Regions from separate parts of the Mus musculus genome. Here region 1 is linked to region 2. The links are chromatin contacts, called in public HiChIP or PLAC-seq maps. All regions are on one chromosome and are shown on one strand. Each heading gives the region's core, a stretch centred on a gene start, on an enhancer-like site or on the middle of the called end of the contact. The rest is flanking DNA. Distances are from core to core; before and after follow the strand shown. Region 1 overlaps Ptprn2 (protein tyrosine phosphatase, receptor type, N polypeptide 2). Region 2 overlaps Ptprn2 (protein tyrosine phosphatase, receptor type, N polypeptide 2).

What was found. HiChIP or PLAC-seq counts read pairs in DNA pulled down with a chosen protein or histone mark.
Region 1: an H3K4me3 HiChIP or PLAC-seq map of embryonic basal ganglia shows a contact between it and region 2, with 2.8 times the contacts expected there. The contact joins two enhancer-like sites. A contact is called at or near these places in 3 of 39 promoter capture datasets (cranial neural crest, hippocampal neurons and stem cell-derived epiblast-like cells) and 1 of 115 datasets of contacts at active chromatin or transcription factors (embryonic basal ganglia).

Annotation. Positions count from the first base shown.
Region 1 is chr12:117,255,290-117,259,410 of GRCm38.p6, reverse strand. Ptprn2 (protein tyrosine phosphatase, receptor type, N polypeptide 2) reads right to left here. Exons shown (of 23, transcript NM_011215.2): 21 at 3,801-3,865. The region is part of intron 2 of Gm5441 (predicted gene 5441); the gene reads left to right. Among named protein-coding and RNA genes, the nearest start is that of Mir153, 6.5 kb to the right of the region's middle. Within about 2 kb of position 1,835, at least 71 of the 459 cell types and tissues checked have an H3K27ac peak or open chromatin away from gene starts, as enhancers often do. A contact at or near this core is called in embryonic basal ganglia, where this site is marked.
Region 2 is chr12:116,821,402-116,825,107 of GRCm38.p6, reverse strand. It overlaps Ptprn2 (protein tyrosine phosphatase, receptor type, N polypeptide 2), which reads right to left. Exons shown (of 23, transcript NM_011215.2): 4 at 689-791. Among named protein-coding and RNA genes, the nearest start is that of Gm31336, 66 kb to the right of the region's middle. Within about 2 kb of position 1,592, at least 4 of the 459 cell types and tissues checked have an H3K27ac peak or open chromatin away from gene starts, as enhancers often do. A contact at or near this core is called in embryonic basal ganglia, where this site is marked.

The sequences.
Region 1 (4,121 bases), core at 586-3,085, 430 kb before region 2:
TCACTTTTTGAGCCTTAGTGAAAAATGAAGTCCTGTTGTTGTTTGAGGGGAAAATGGATGTAACTGGAGATGATCCTAAGTAAATGAAGCCAGGCTGGGAAAAATAACTGATTTTTCTCTCCTTGGTGGCTCCATGGTTTTATATCTATCTATCTATCTATCTATCTATCTATCTATCTATCCATCTATCTATCTATCTATCTACACATACATGAACCCTCACATGTCTAACATGAAGGTAGATGAAGAGGTATCTAGGGGAACAGGAAGGACTAATGGGGTGGGGAGACTAAAAGAGGGTAGGAGGGTGAGGGAGAATTTTCTCAGCATATAACATACAATATATATTTATCAAATATAAAACTTGAAAGTAAATACATTAGAAAAATAGAACCCAGCAGAGCAATGGCACACAGCATGTGTGGGCAGAATGGAACCCTGTGCTGTAGGGTGGGACAGCCATGGTGGCCCCTGACTCAGCCATCCCACTCCTAGATACATACTCAAAACAGTTCCAAACAGGGATTCCAGCAGATTGTGCACGTTACAAACTGACCAGTGCCTGTCAATAGATGAGCCAAACGTGGCCTGCTCTGTAACTGATTTAGGTTAGTCTGTTGAAGGGGAACATAAAAACACTGTGCTAAGGGGAAGTCAGCCAGGTGTATAAGGGTGAAGAGAGTAGGCTTCCCCAGGCATGAGATACTCAGGCCAGTCACAAATTGCACATCTTATAAAAGAGGGCACCCTGGAGGTCGTGACAATGGGTGGAGAGATGGTTGTTGAGGAGGAGCCTGGTGCCGCATAGCCAGTTATCCCATCCACACTGGCTGACCTCACAGCCCAGCAGTGTGTGCTAGTGTAAGCCTATTCTGATGCACGCTTGTGCAGGACATGGAGGTCGGAGAACCACGCTGGAAGGTACAGTTTCCACCCTGTCCAGAAGCACCTGCCTTGCTCTGTACTAGAGCTGCAGGGCCACGGCTCAGGGAGATCTGGCTGATGGTCTCTATTCAAAGCAGGTCTGTGCCTTGTGTGGAGGCCAAGGGACCCTTTCCTCTTCCAAACTCCTTCTAGGAATGTTGCCAAAGCCCTGCAGTCCTGCACTGTGTGCCTGTGTTGGCCCTGCCTGAGTGATCCTTAATGCCAGAGCTCTATGGGTCCGGGTGCTGTGGTGACTCAGCCATGGAAGCTTGGGCCTTTCCAACTTCATAAGGAAATAGGAAGAAGCCCCGAGTAAGGGGATGCTAAGGCTGAACAGAAACGCAGAAAGCACAAGGAACTTAGGCAGCAGCAGCAGCACGGGTGGAAACACACGCACGCGGGGCCCGGTGAGAGCCAAACACTTCAGCGGGAGAGGCCCATGCATCTCTTCCCAGTAGAAGATGCATTTGCTGCACCCAACAACATACATCTGTGATCTCCAGACCCTATTACCTATGTGCAGCTTGGCCCTTCCAGCGCGGGGGTCCATTTACTTTGATTTCCAAGTGCATCATTGTCTACTTGCTAACAAACCAGACAGCGCGGAAAGAACTTAAATTATTCCAGCTCTATTCTTCTAGCCCTTGTGCTAGGCCTGAGGACCTTAATCCCTGAAAGGCTGCGTGAATGAGAGCCGCTGGGTGCAGCTGGGCGCACAGGGCGGAGGACTCTGAGGACAGCGCCGCCGCTGCACAGGCCAGCTTTGCAAAGGCTTTTTTTTTTTTTTTTTTTTTTTTTTGCTGGTCCTGCAATTCATTTATTTTAAGAAAGGGAACTGGGAAGAAAGGCTACAGTCCAGGTCTTTGGGCCTCTGATCATTTGATGAACGCTGGGTTGGCAACATGGGCCTCCAGCTTCTCAGGCCAGACAAAGGCACCCCAGCCGCCCAGGACAAAACCCCAGCGGCCTCTAGGGGTGGCGGCCTGGGAAAGGCCCACCTCAGTCTGCGAGGAGCCGCCTGCCCTTTGATCTCTCTCGAGACCCCAGCCGGGCCCCAGGTCAGGGGATTTCACACTGCAGACCCCTGGGGAAGGGGAGCAGGTCAGTTTTGGTGATGGATCCTAGAGAACAGGGAGCCTGCTGGCTCCGACCAGTTCCACATGGATGATCTTGCATTGTGAGCACAGAGCCCGCACTTTAAATGGAATCTGATATTACATGGTAGAATGGACCTAGCAAATGGCAGGCCTGGGCCTACGGATGACAGTTAGCCCACCCCCTGGGCCTGACCAACTGACTGCCCTTGCTTCTTTCTCTAGGAGGTGAATGGAGTCACTAAAACTCCATGCCAGATCACGCCAACCCAGTGTTCCCCACTAAGGCCCAACGCTGGCTGGTACCTTAAGAGCTCACCCTGCTGTTTGCCATCTTTCTGTATGAAATGTTTGCCAAAGAGCTTTTTATAGCACCCTGCAAGCATAGCCATGAAAGAAAACATCTAGCTAAAATTGTCTGTATCATTCTGAGGGGATTTTGGTGTAACAAAAGGAAAATATTATGTTCATGAGAGCAAATACAGGATGGGCGATAAGAGAAAAAGTACGTGAGTCCTGTTGATTGCTACCCCCCGCACCAGGCATCAGCGACTGCACGTTCGCAAAGAGAAAAGATGTTTCCAAGGAGCCAGAGCAGCATTCATAGATAAGGAGAAAGAAGTTTGTAAGAAAAATGCTAAGGTTGTGTTAAGACGCTCTGCCAAACAACATCCCTAAAAGCTGTGAGCAAGCAACAGGGCCTTTGCTTTGTGCTTGGCTTTTGTCTTTGCATATTCCTGCAAGTAGCTTAGCGGGGGGGGGGGGGGGGGGGGGGGGGGCTCAGAGAGCAGCAGGGGAAGCCAGAGCCTGGGGGGTGGGGGGTGGGGAGTGGCTCAAGTGACTCCAGGGCAGCTTAGCAGGCTCAAGGGTTCACAGATGAGCAAGACTGTAACTGAGTTACTCAGATCTGTGCTTCGTAGACCTATAGAATGAATCAGTCAGGAGGGACAAGGTGAAGGCAGGCGGGCAGGAGCTGGGCCTTCCCAGCATCTCTGCCTGGGGTTCTCAGGGTGCAGGTCCCCAGGAGTGATGGAGCCTGCTCCTTTAACTTTATCCCTGGCTTCCTTTCCCTCAATGGTCTGAATTCCACAAGACAACTGCTTAGTCATTATAGATATAGAAAGTCTTATTGTGGGCCAAGTATCGGGTTGGAATGTTCAAAACCCAGCCCAGGAATGCCTGAAGTCCTCTTGAGGGACAGGTTCTAGTCTAGTCCTAGGACCCATATCCTAGGCCTGCAACCCATTTTGAGTCTTAAGGAGGGTGTTAAGAGGACTTGTGAGGGGTCAGGGTGTGGCTCAGAAGCACAGGGCTTACTTAGCCTGTGTGAGGCTGGGACACACACACACACACACACACACACACACACACACACACACACACTAGTGTATTAGAACCTGTTCTTAGGTGCCACCCCTCTAAACCAAGTCTGCATACTGGTGGTATTAGAACCTGTTGTGCCAAGAAGTCTGAATCACACCTTGCAAAACCAGTAAACAGCTGCAAGGATGTGCTGACCTACAACAGGGTTTGAAGGTTCAAGGCTGCCCTCTGGCCTCCTCACACTGCATCAAGCTGCCAGGGGCAGACCCTTATCGCAGACACACTATGGGTGCTGGTTCCACCTAAAATAAAGAACGAATCTCAAAAATAAGCACACTTGCCACAGACAGCCTCAACACCACTTGACTCAGGAAAGGGACAGCAATAGGCTAATTCTCTCCAAGGCCTCCTGTGGAGAGTGCTCCCCATGTTGCTATAGCAACACCATCCCTCTCTCACCTTTGGCCATCTTATTGAGAACCATGTCAATCAGGACGTAGGTTCCACTCCTGCCGGCGCCGTCACTGTCAACAGAAGGAGAGAGAGTGAAAGGCTGCCTACCCTTGTGTGAACAGGCTCAGCAAAGCCAGCAGCCAAGTCCTTCCTCATTCTCAAGTGGGGCTGGGAGAGGAAGGGAGACAGCATGTTAGAGGGAGAGAGGGCAAAGAACACACACAGTCAGGAAGAAGGGGGGCCAGGAACGGTTCTCTCAGAATGCTGTTTCTCCTCGCCCACCCTTTACTCTGAGATGTGGCCCATTTTGTCAGGGGAAAAATATGA
Region 2 (3,706 bases), core at 343-2,842:
AATATAATGTAAAAAATTCCAGAGAGAGAGAGAGCAAGAACAAGAGAGGGAGAGAGAGAGAGAGAGAGAATGAATTCTGTTGCTTAGGGAAACAATGAACCCTGTAAACTAAGCCTTTGGGAAAGGTTCCAAAGGTCCGAGAATACAGCATACCAGTCCAGCTCATTCTTGCAGTAATTTCTCTTTGGGCAATGTTGCCCATTTCATGATCTATTGGAAGTGGGACTCCCAGGTCATCACCCTATAGCTGTAAGTTCAGGTGAATGAGATGGTACAGAACACACTGTTGCTCAATACAGGCTGCTGGGCTTTGGGAAAGAAAGATCACGACTTTCTGAATTAATCCTGCTCATTGCAATGTTGTTAACACAATTTGCTAGTAAGAAACCAGAATTCTTGACCTTACTTTGCAAGACTATGGCTCTGAAGGTGCAGAGCTCTTCTGGGGTCTCAGGGACAAGTACAAAAAAGACCCACAGTGTGCCTCTCAGTGTCCAAGGCACCACATTTCAGGGTTACTCCACTGTATAAAGATGCCTTGCATCTCTTTCTCTTGGGTATCCTCTTCCTCATGGGTATCCATTCTACACCCAAAAGGTGGGAGTTGCTTCCCTATGCTAATAGTAGCCAAACTTAATGATACAGCTACGTCCGGGAATAAGAAGAGGCAAGTCATGCCCACACATACCTGGCTGGGCCGGACGCTTCCCCATGCCATAGGTAGGCCTTGGGGAGGTTTGCAAGCTCCTGGGCAATCACACGCTGGGTATAGTCATCTTGCCACGTGAAACCTGTAGGGAAAGGAGTAAAACCTGAGGCATGAATTTGCAAATGTGGCTAAACTCTTACTCCAGACTCCTACAGGTCCCTGTTCTTCCAGAAAACCATGGGGGCCTTGTGAGGTTGAGTAAGATCTCCTTTATCTTTCTTAAATCTCCAGACACAAGTGATAGTCAGTGCTTTGCTCTGTTGCTTTAAAAATAGGTGCAACGGGTGTTGGCTGTGGCTGGGAGACAAAGGAAACAGAAACTGAGAGAGGCTTTTGTCTAACACAGAAGATGGACCTTGTCTACCTGGGTAGGTTCACCGGCAGCAAAGAGGCCCCCAACAACAACATGCATGTCGTTGCCCAGCCTACTTGCCATACTGCCTTGCTCGGCACACCCACTGTTGTGCTGACCTAGTTGCCATACCACATTGGAACAATGTTTTCCCTAACCCATCCTGCCTGAGAGCCCAGCGTTTGGCTGGATAGGGTTACACTCTTGTGAAGCAGTTACTGTGGATTTAATGTACTAAATCTCAGAGCCAATTACATTATATTTACACTCAAATGTTGTGACAAAGAGCTTTATAACAAGGGGAAGCAGTTATGAAGGCAAAAATCCATGCAATTGTGCATTAATTACATGCACTGTGGATCACATGATAATTATTCTCAGAATTACCAAATAACTCCCAAGAATAATTATTATGCAATTTGTACATTTTAGATCTTACGGTAACGCTTTCACACTTAGAGCTACCCCATGCAATTATCCATAATTATCTAATCACTAAGCATCACATAATTACAGAGGTATATTTTTATGCTCTGTGCAAAAAACAAGTTACAAAGCCTTCAAGTCAGGACAGCTCTGTGTATGTATGCGTTTGCATACATGTGACTGTGTATGTATATGTGTTCATATGTGATGATCATGCATATGAGTGTATATGTGTATGCATGGGAAGGTATATTTGTGTATGTGTGCATATTTGTGTGCACATATGAATGTGTGACTAGTATGGTAATAAAGCCTAGAGCATATACTCTGGATGAAATTTAAAGTATAGAGAAGTGGTTTTCATGAACATATTTAAACATTTTAATGCAAATATGAATTGTTAAAGCTTACAGATGGCAAGAATCAAATGGCTGGCACATCCTAAGTCCCCAGAGGCCCAATGGTGAAAATGCCAGGAGGACTCCGGTTTCAGCCCTAGGTCCTTCAGAGCATCTCTCTGTGGAAGGAAAGTCACTGCAGGGAATTTGGACCAATCTATGTAGCTTGCAATGCTTGGTAGTGAAGGCATCAGAAAAGCAGGTTCTTGGCCAGGCATGCTTCTGAGCCCCCCCTCTGTCCATTCCCAGGGGAATTCTCAATGGAAAGCACTTTGCAATATTAGCCCAACAGCTAGCATTTTGGGTTTAAAAAATACACATATTTTAAACATGCTATTCCCCAAGGACAGTCTTACGATTAATATTTATCAGGCAACAGAAACTTGAGACCATAAAGGAACTTTGCATGAAAAAAATGTCATTAAACATGGCATCTTCTGGGCTGGGGAGATGACTTTGTTGGTAAAGTGCACAGCTTGCATATTCAAGGGTCTGTTTGATCTACAGAACCCACATTTAAAAAGCTGAGCATGAGAGCACATGCTTGGAACCCCAGAATTAAGGAGGTGGAAACAGGGATTCTTGGGGCTCACTGGTCGGTCTAACAGTCAGGTTTTAGGCCAATGAGAGACTCCATCTTTAAAAACAGCAGAGGTTGCTCCTGAGAAACAGCACCAAAGGTTGTCCTCTGGCTTCCTATGCACACACATGCACAACATGGACACCTACACATACAGACCCGTAAGTCCATGCACACACTCTCAAGCACACATGTTTTGGGTCTAAAGAGCACACTACTTGGACACAGTACTGCATGTGCTGAGCTCTGTGGCAGGGCTTCAGGAGCATGATGGCCAGGGTGCAGTCAGCTACACAGGCAGTCTGAAAGGGATCCGGACTCCAGCCCAGACTTCTAAGCTTTCATTTGAGCAGAAAGTATTTATATATTGGAAAGAAAATTGACTTAGCATCACGCTGAACTACCAAAGAAACAAAGTACCCTAGAAGAAAGGACCCATCTGCTTAAAACTGAGAAGATGAACCATGTGCAGGAAAGTAGACTTAATGTCTCCTCTTCATTCATTGACAAACTCTAGCAGCCATAGATATGGAGGGCCAAGGGTGGAGAGAACAGGTAAAGAAGGAGCCTACAGCAAAGCTTCATGCCCTTTCTCCAAGTGACCAGATGTGGAGCTAAAGACACCAACCCATAAATGCCCTGGGTGCAGGCAAAAAAACTCCAGATACAACTACTTCTCTCATCCTATAAAGACCAAAGAGTATCAGACAGTGATGGGCTCTACAAGAAAGTACAGTCTTTCAACCCACCTTCCTGGCTGGGAATCCTAGGATTACTTCTGCCTACACCATGATGAAGTGTCTCCATACCAGCACTCAGTTTATCCTGCACTCACCCATGATATATGGTAGATCTGAACCTCCTCCAGTAACTGTTTTCTGCAAGGGGTGCTCTACCCTATCTCACAGAACAGCACTGGTCAAAGCTGGTTAGAGCACAGAGTTCAAATAGAACCTAGGCTCTCATGAAATGGCACAGATTTTTGTGGGATGTCACTGGTCCCACCAATATCCCAAGCAGAGTGAAGGGACACCAGCACTGGGGTGGCACATGTGGCAACAGTCAGATGAAGGTTTAAAGAAGCCGTAGCTTCAGTGAGCAACTATGAAGCCCCATGTGCAGGAAAGGAGGAAGTGGAGAGTCTCAGAAAACATGGGGGCGGGGAATAAAAATGATAGAAATGGAAGGATCACGATTAAAGCCAACAACAAGCAAATTGTTCTGTGGTAATGTTTCTTGGC